Regions from separate parts of the Anas platyrhynchos genome. Here region 1 is linked to region 2. A link is a contact called in public Hi-C data. All regions are on one chromosome and are shown on one strand. Each heading gives the region's core, a stretch centred on a gene start, on an enhancer-like site or on the middle of the called end of the contact. The rest is flanking DNA. Distances are from core to core; before and after follow the strand shown. Region 1 overlaps UBR4 (ubiquitin protein ligase E3 component n-recognin 4). Region 2 overlaps UBR4 (ubiquitin protein ligase E3 component n-recognin 4).

What was found. A called contact is a pair of places that touch in the nucleus more often than the background predicts.
Region 1: a contact with region 2 is called in a Hi-C map of skeletal muscle, with 2.7 times the contacts expected there. The contact joins two enhancer-like sites. A contact is called at or near these places in 2 of 8 Hi-C or Micro-C datasets (liver and skeletal muscle).

The regions. Positions count from the first base shown.
Region 1 is chr22:6,820,368-6,825,260 of IASCAAS_PekinDuck_T2T, reverse strand. It overlaps UBR4 (ubiquitin protein ligase E3 component n-recognin 4), which reads right to left. Exons shown (of 106, transcript XM_072026892.1): 68 at 4,590-4,832; 69 at 3,479-3,647; 70 at 2,717-2,861; 71 at 1,963-2,048; 72 at 1,373-1,460; 73 at 1,057-1,250. Among named protein-coding and RNA genes, the nearest start is that of IFFO2, 39 kb to the left of the region's middle. Within about 2 kb of position 2,195, at least 2 of the 8 cell types and tissues checked have an H3K27ac peak or open chromatin away from gene starts, as enhancers often do.
Region 2 is chr22:6,781,170-6,785,611 of IASCAAS_PekinDuck_T2T, reverse strand. UBR4 (ubiquitin protein ligase E3 component n-recognin 4) reads right to left here. Exons shown (of 106, transcript XM_072026892.1): 7 at 4,089-4,230; 8 at 3,800-3,924; 9 at 2,977-3,101; 10 at 2,648-2,707; 11 at 2,343-2,533; 12 at 2,015-2,114; 13 at 1,785-1,922; 14 at 1,168-1,285; 15 at 558-745; 16 at 1-23. Among named protein-coding and RNA genes, the nearest start is that of UBR4, 9.0 kb to the right of the region's middle. Within about 2 kb of position 2,456, at least 1 of the 8 cell types and tissues checked has an H3K27ac peak or open chromatin away from gene starts, as enhancers often do.

The DNA.
Region 1 (4,893 bases), core at 946-3,445, 40 kb before region 2:
GGAAGTACCCTCCTGCCCACGCACAAAGGGAAGCCAAACACAACCGCCTCAGCTCCAAATCTACTTTAAATGGGATGAATGGAGAGCAGTTCTAGGATTCGCTTCCTTAGCTTCTGTATTGACATGATATGTAGCCAGAAATACATTTTAAGCCTTTATCCTCTTCATAGAGAGAGACTGTTTAGGATTAAAGAGCTGTTGATGCCTCATGGAAAAACTTTAATTCTACAGACATTTTCTAGGGATTTTCACCTCCGTTTTTTTTTATTAGTAAAGACATTTGCATGAAAACAGGATATTTATTTCTTAAGATCTCATCTGCTCCCACTGCTTATTCTCAACCTGAAGTCAGAATCCTCTCTTTGTGACATCATAATCCTCTCCACAGCAGCCACTTGTGATGTCACAGAGGATTAAGACTTCAAATAAGCAATAAGCAGCAGGCACAGATTAATCCCTAAGCCAAAGAGATCTGATTCTGGTGAGAACATCTCAAGAAGTAAGAAGGGAAAGCATATAAGCAGAACTGGCTCCAGACTGAGCAATATATTAAAAAGGAGCATTTTTCCTGGGTAAAGCAGCAGTCGAGAGCTAGGTTATCTGACTCCTAATTTTAGCTCTACTATATGGTTTCAAGCAAGTAATGTTAACACTTTCAGCATTGCTGGATGCATTGCAAGGTCCAAATTCATTTCTCAGTGAAACTCCCCAGAAGGTGCTACTGGTATTAATATTAGTTTCCAAACAATTAAGCTAAGTGCTTAAAACTAAGCTTGTACAAAATTTGTGTACAGACATTTAACAGGCATATTTCAAGCTCTAGGTGACATTTGGATCTTTTCTTCAACAAATTCCTGTAGGAGATTCAGAACAATCCCACTCAGCATGGACATACAGTGATAAGTAACAGTCTAAGAAGGAATTATTACCTAAAACGAGCCAGGAAGATGAAACAAACCATGCAGAATGGCCAATACAAATCCAACCTATTCACCTCACCAGAAATCGTAACATCAAATAAAGGGGCTTGCACACAAAAAACATGGATGAACATACTTGTTTTTCAGCTCCACTATAGCTTGCACTGTCCTGTTGTTGTAATAGAGGTTGATGGTTCGGACCATTTTGGTGCGTTTCAAGTCTCCTATCTTCGCTGTCACTTTGCTGATGGTGTGGCTGCCGATCAGCTTCACCACTTGCTGAGTGGTAGTATACCGCGTGTCCACTTTAATGGAGGAAAGCTTAATATACTGAGAAGACAAAAACCAATATGATCACATTCCAACAATACACAAACAGCAAATCACGCTGCTGTAAAAGGTTGGGATCCCTATAATTAATTGGAAAGGGGGTAAGAACAACAGGTACTTACACAGAAGGGCACTTCTGGATTGTTGCAGACAAGGCAAGGATCACTCTCCAGGTAATACCCATCAAATTCCACCAGCCCAGAGAGCGTGCTGGAATGAAGGGAAGAAAACTAACTTACAGACTTTTGGTATTCACTTTGTTTTATGCATGAGCCATTCAGGTAATCCGAAGAGTTTAGTTTAGCTATAATTGCCAGCATAGGCAGCATTTCAGTAAAATTATTAACAGTCAAGATATGACCAAGAACACAAAACATCATTCTGCAAAACTATTATTCTCCAACTGTTCCTACTATTTTATAACGTTTACCAAACAGAAGAGCAGAAAAATCCTAAAGCTACTGCCTTAAAAAAAAAAAAAAAAACTGAAAAAAAAAAACCTACTGCCAATCACACATGCAATTCATTTTTTTTTAATGGCAGAAAAAAGCCTGCTATTCTCTCAAGACCAGCTGAAGCAAGTATATAATCTCAGCGGGGGTCCTTCCTCCACCACAATTTCATTAGAAGAATTGTGTATTCCCCTGTGGATCGCAGCTTCTCTGCTGCAAAGCTCCTTTAGTGAAATGGATCAAAGAAAGAAGAAACTCACTTGTAAATGTTGGAGTTAGGGTGGTTAGTAAGAATGTGGTTTTGAGTCCGTAGGATCTCCACAGCCTTTTGGGAGTATTCCTTCAACTGAAATACAATTAGGAAATACTGTTTTCTCAGCATTTTTTTTTAATTGCTACAAAGACAAAGATTACTCATCTTATGGCATGCTAGGTCCCCCAGAAGATGCACGCACTATACCCACAGGAATTTGTGTGGTTAAGTCATTAACCAGAAACGTAACAGATCCTAAAATTAGACCTTTACCACAATAACAGTGCTATTTGTCAAAGCCAATGACTGCAAATGCCTGCCAAGATTCCTAGGGTATTCCCAGCTCTTTAAAAATACATATGCAAGTATCAGTGCATCTAAATTATTTGTTCTCAGCCCACTGGTCCCCTAAGAAATCCTACCACTTCCTTTGTTCAAAAGTCACGGTTACAAAATTTCTAAGAACTGAAAAAAAAAATCTATAAATTGGAACCAGCAGATTTCCCGAGGAAAAGTTTTCTTCTAGATAAAATAAAAATAAAAACCACAACACAACAAAGCAAGATAAAAAAAATCTCCAGTCCCCAATTTTTTTTAGGGAGTCTACCTTTTTTAACATTCAAATTTTGGGAATGAAAACATTTCTACCAGAAGCTGTTTTGACAGAAAATCTGTCCCAGCCGTACCTTTTAAACAAGTACTAACAAAATTCATAACTGGCTGGGCCTTGGATGATGTACCTTTTCAGAAAGGCACTGTACCTTTTTCTCAGTCTGCTGTGTTTTCAGAGAGAAGTATCCCAGGAGATCTACAAACTGGGCAGCCTTTCTTCCATAGGCTGGAAGTTCTGGCCAGATTGACCACATGAGATCCAGCAGTAATTCTTGCTGAGACTTGTTAGAGTTCCTGTTGGATATATTACAGATCAATTAGGCTTGTTGAGATAGCAATTTTGACAACAGCTGTATTGACAAGATAACTATATAGGGGATGGAAAATACATCAGATCACTAAACATTGTAACTATTATCTTGCTATACATGAGACTTCAGAGTCAAATCTCAACTCTTCTTGCCAACAGCAGTATTCCAGCACACTCTGAAATAAAAACAGAGGTCTTGCAGCAACTCAATAGACTCTTGAAGTAGTTCAGCATCCTGCTATCTGCTTTTGCATATATAACTCCCACCTTTTTAATTGCATATGCCTGTATTTGATTCACAAATTCACCCTCCCACAAACACCTACTCCTGTAGATGTCAGGAGCCAGATTCTGAAGGCAGAAATAAAATGCTTGTTGCAGATGATAACTCAAGTTGATCAGAAATGTGTAAGTCACAACTTAAATCTCCAGTCCCAACAACTGCAGAATAGTGTGAGCAACTCAAGGTGATGTCATTATTTGCAAGTCTCAGAAGCATTCAGGACAGAGCCTCAAACATTAACTCTTCCACGAGGACAGAGCTTTTTCATCTTTCCAGAACTGAGTTGAAATTGCTCAGAAAGGCTCCCTCCCAGCTCACCTGTAGATGTGGAGTGCGAGACAGTGGGCCTGCCATCTCACAGAGGATGAGTTGGACTCCAGCAAGAAGCAACGCAGGAACTGAATGAGGGTCTCCTTATCAGCAAACTTGTTCAGCTGGTTCACCAGAGCTGTACACAGCTGATCTTCCTGACTGCCTGAACTCTCACCTAGGAGACACCAGGTAGCACGATACAGACTTAAGAAAGCAGATGAATGGAGTACCTCACAGGCTAGCCAGTTTCCTATTCTATAGATCATAAAGAATAATGGATCTTACAGATAATGGAGGCAAATGACTGTGGTTAAGTCAACAAGCAAGTTCAATATTCCTCTTTTTTATGATTATTTTTTTAAATATAAGCTAAAGCTTCTGACTAATACAAAAGAAAACTCCCAGAATACTTGCCAGTAAGGATGTGAGAAATGTACTACACATCCTGATAAAAAAGAGAAGCAGAAATAATAGGGCAGTGAAAACAGTCACAAAGAATCGTCTGTCAGAGAAAGCCAAAATAGTTTCCTGAAGAAAAGCCAGGAGGGAATTTATGCCCATGACTTTTACAGGAAAGCTTAATTACTTTCCCAAGACTTTGGACATCCATTAAGAAGCAGCCTTGGCTCCAACATAGCTTACAAGTCAGACAGAGGAAACAAGTCTGAACATAACCATTGAAGAGCAGAGCTAATTAGGTGTTCATCAACAGTGTTTAATTTCCATGAGCATTTCAATCTCCTACAACCCAGGACAAGCAATTTAGGTGGAAGCTACTCGGTCACTGGTACAGGCAACTTCCATTAGACAATTTAAAGCCCACTCAAGTTAATAAATACTCACAGTGGGTTTGGGGTATACCCAACACTTAATTTCAGTCCCAACTCTTACGGCATACTACTTCATCTTTGACCCCTTTACTACGCACAATAAAACCACTCTCCTAGATGTAGCTAAAGTTTGCAAGTGCCCTTGCCAAGATCCATGCCTCCTTCACAACAGTACTATTTATCACAATGAGAAACAAGCAGTTCTTTCTAAACAGAAGTACAAAAAGCTAAGAGGAGCAAACTTCATCCCTGAAAGAACCACGGAACAGGGCACAGCTGCAGCTCACCCTCTCGCTCCTTTTCCTTTTCTTCCTTTTTGCTCTTTTTCGTGGAGGATTTGCTCTGTGTGGATGTCTGCCCAGAGCCTGATGCTGCAGGAGCAGAGGTGGAAGAGGTGCTTGATGATCCGGAGGATGAAGCCATGGACAGTACTTTACTGCCACACAGAGCACAAGACAGAAGCTGCAGGAGAACTGGTGACACTCCTTCATCTACCAGGAAGCTGACTTGAAGGAGGAAATAGAGAACCGCTGCAGAGAAAAGAGAAAAAAATTGTTGCCTGAATTAAAAGCAGAAAAACCCACACCAAAC
Region 2 (4,442 bases), core at 1,207-3,706:
ATGTTTGAAGCTAGGCTCAAAAACTGAAAAGAAAAAGAAAAATTTACTGTAGAAACAGAAAAAAATCTGAGGGAGTATGAGAAAACATTAAAAAAGCCAAAACCATCAGTAAAATAAATTGAGCTCCCTAACAACACCCCAGTTAGTGGTGTGCAGGTTTAGTTTACTTAGTGCAATGCAACTCACTGCACTTTGTGCTCCTTATCAGGACTGATTTTATAATTCTCTGAAAAATCTGCAAGTCTCTAACTTCTTTACTGAAGTATTTATTTTTATCTTTATCCAATGGAGCTGGAGCTCACAGCATTCTACCAGAAAATTAGTTCACTTATAGTTCTGCCCTCATTTTGCCTCTCCCTCTGTAACCCAAACTGATACCTTCAGTCTTTGCTTCTGTAGCAATAACAAATAGAATAGTAAAGCAAACTCTTGTCCTCAAAGCCTAGACAGTCACTGATTCTCCATCAGTGACATTTACCATGCTACTTGTCAACACAGCTAGCCACTGTCAAGTAAATGATGCTGCAGCACATCTGTTATTTATTATGCTCCCATACCAATTCTGGATCTTTGCGGCTGGCCAAGATGTTCCCATTCTCTCCTGCAGTCTGTTTGTTAGGGCTTTTGACTCTAGGAGAGCTCTCTAAAGGTGGTGGTGGAGGGGGTGGTGGTGGGGCCACTTTCTCTTTGCTTGGAGAGATTGTCTCTTCAAACCATTGCCCCAGGATTGGTTCACTATCATCATCTAACACAGGAGGCAAGAAAAACAAAAGCACAGTATAGTAAGCAATTGCCTTATGCAAACTACCTAGCATAGAAAAGGACTAAAGAGTTTCTGTGAGCAGAGTTAAGGGATTTGCAATTTTCATTTCTCCCTTCCAATCACAGGGCTCAGCAGTTTTATGGCAGTCCAGCAGGAATTTACAAGAAGAAATAATTTCTACTCTCCTAAGAAGCAAACTGTGCCAAATTCCAGCCACTCTGGCTTAAGTTTACAGAAGAGAGTACAGTCAGCATTACTTCTGCCAACAGATCTTACAGTTTCATATTTTTAGCATTACATATCATTCCAGTCCAAGAAGACAAAAGCACAGTATCCAGGTTTCCACTACGTCTTTAAGACAGCACAAAATTCTGACTTAAGTTACTCGCCGCAAATTCTGTTACCTTGGCTGCTGTCCTCCTCAGTGCTGCTAAAATCATCTTCATAGTAAGTATTTGAATCAGTAGAGGCACTTGCATCACTGCTCATGGAGCCCTTCCTCTGACGCTGCAAGACACAAGCCTTAGAACACCAGAATAAATTAAATTTTAGGATTATGGAAGACAAGAATTTGAAAACAAGAGAATCTTTCTAAATTACTCTATTTTTCTTCTAGTAAATTCTATTCAGTTAATAAATTAACAGTTCTTATCAACTCCTCTACCTTAAGTTAGATATCAAAATTTATAAAAATTCTGACTTTTAAAAATAAATCTGTGCCACCCTTGTAACACTTTGAGTACCAGCTTTAACATGAAAGCACCTGTTTTGAATACAGTTTTTTCATCTTCTTGCTAAATTTATAAATACCACCGTGCTTACAAAAAAATATTTGTTAGAACAAGTTTGTCAAATTTACATCTCTGAAAAGAGAGAGGCCCCAACTGACAGCTTCTAACAGAAGAATTCTAACTACTTCTTTGCATATGCATAGTTTATAAAGAGATAATTTTGCATGCAGATGATACTCAGTAGGAGTGGCTGAGCTACAGAACTTTCCCAGCTGTATGCCCATTCCTACCTTTCTGTAGGATGTAGATAGCAAAGTCAACAACAAATTAGTGAGAGGTACAGAATCTATCAGCCTCTGGATTCTCTGTATTGATGTGCTTTGAGCCATGATATCCAGCACTGCTGGTGGACCATCACTCTCCCAACCCTGTAGGACAACAATGAAACGAGAATTTGAAGTGTGTTTCGGTGGAAAAGGCAAAGAACCTTTCACAAGAACTGCACACACTACCTACACACCTTGTGTAATGCCTCCACTTGCAAATCTTGAAAGAGAGATGACAGCAATTTGATGGCATGATTTGCTAGCACCACTGACAGAACACCAAACCCTTGATGTCTACAGAAAAATAAAAGATACAATGTAATTTTAGGGGAAAAAAATAAAAAAGATTGAGTGAAGTGACAGGAACTGCTTTGATAAACCAAGAAAGAAGAGATGACTACTATTTTTCAAGAATCAAGACTTGAATTTCCAATGGGGAGACCAACAGGACTCCATAGTAGTTGCCTGCTGGACATGGTTAGATACATGGACAATGATTACTTCAGTGGGGTATTTACATACCCTTTCCCAGGTCCTAGTTTGGGAGACCCAACGCCCTCTTTCGTACGAGCAATAATGTCTCTGACGCGAAGAGCAGCCAATGGATCTTTCTCCTTCCCCTTATCAGCCAAGGCCGTGGGGCTGAGGTTCAAGATGAGGAAGAGACTGTTTAGCAAACACCAAGCCCCAAGCAGCTGGAAGTTCTGATAATGCTATCACCCAAAAAGTGGAGGCAAAAAAAAAGACAGAATCGTGTTAAGTCCAAATGCCAAAATACATCAGCACAAAAACAGTGAGAAAGCTTTCTGAAGAGAGACAGATCTTACCTCACCCCCTGCACGGCGTGAATTGCTGATGGCTTGTCCAATCATTTCATAGATTTCAAGCTGCAAATAAATCCCAAACCACAGTAATGTTTAAGCACTTGATTGGGCAATAACCAAACCACCTTTTAAACCACACTAAACCACACTTTTAAAACTCCAGACATAACTGTTTTTTCCCCTCCACAATTAGCCACCCAATTACTTGATCCGCCAGACTAGTGCCTAGAAATAACAGACATGTACTGCAATGGAAATAAATACAAATTCTACACACTTCACTTGCCGAGAACGAAAACAATACATACACACACACTTTCCCATCTACTTACACATTTCTGTACAATAGTAGCAGCATCATTTTCATAATCTTCTTCTTTAGAACTTGTTGACCCAGTCCGAACCTGCTGAGTGCTACCCACATGTAGGATGGCCATGCAAGTTGCCACACTCACACCTGATCGAAAACAAGGTCACAGTCTTCCTAGGAGCCATTCTTGGGACTCAACGTTCCCATTTAGTACACAAAAACAAGCAGTATTAAACATGCACATGAACTCAGGAGAGCTGCGAATATATATTCTTGCAGCTGAGAGATTAAAAAAAATCTTTCTGAAGTACACCTGAAACAGCAAGGTTTTGTCCTACAGAAGTAAGCGTGTGAAAACAAGTAAAGGAGGAAATATTTTACCACGTAATTCAATTCCATTTGTAAGGCAACCTTCTTACTCAATTACCAACTCTTTAAAATCTTACCCATACCAATATAAGCCCTCAGGATTCTGGAGTATTTAAAACCACTCCAGGGAAACAAGGATGATTTGGGGATATAACCAATTAGGCTGAAGGAATAAGAATCACAAAAATGTATTACACTCTCAACATAAGAGAACAGAAATTACAGGCAATTAAGAATGTGTAGAGTCACAGAGTCTCTCAGAAACTGACAAGAGCATTTGCAGAACAAATTTGAACTGCAGTACCACTAGAACAATGTTCACATTACCCAGTCCCCACACTATGCAGCATGGTGCATAAATTTCAGGTCTGTGAGAAATAAAGGTGGGCTGAGCCTCAGACATGTAGGTAACAAACCAGAGCAGAAGCAAAAGCGACTTTAAGCTCTTAAAAAAAATATTAAAAAAATCTATTCACCTGCATAGAGACAGCTGAGAGCAAGAACAGTCACATCTTGGAGCCGCGTGGGTGTCAGGGGCTCCAACACAGGCAGAGACAGAGTATCCAGTGCCATGGTCACATCTATTACCAGTGAGTGAAATCTACAGAAACGACACAGGTTAAGATTCAACAATGCAATATGCAATGCACACATCACACGTCCATAGGAACAACACAATAATAGATACAGCATAGCTAGTAAATTTATTTTCTCTCGTATGGTGTACTCAGCACATACCAAAGAAAAGTGACAACACAGTCTTACCCGTTACGAACAGCAGTGGCATCTGCCACGGTGGCTGGCATAATAAAAAATGAGTTGGCTGACACTGCATCCTGAAACCGATTTATGTATCGCAAAAAGTATGGGAGGTTCAGGCACACTCTCAGCAATTTTTCAGAGCCACCTACCAAACAAAAACAGCAGTGTTTTATTGTTACTGTTACACAGGAGAGCTTCTAGGCAGAACTTCTAATGATCTAATAGTCATTAATTACTGACTTAATTATTCTTTGTGGTGAGACAACATCATCATAGATGAGGTAACAGGATAAAGACTAATTTACAAGACATAAACCAGATGGTGAAGTTTTCAGCCAGTACTTTTAACGGGCATCA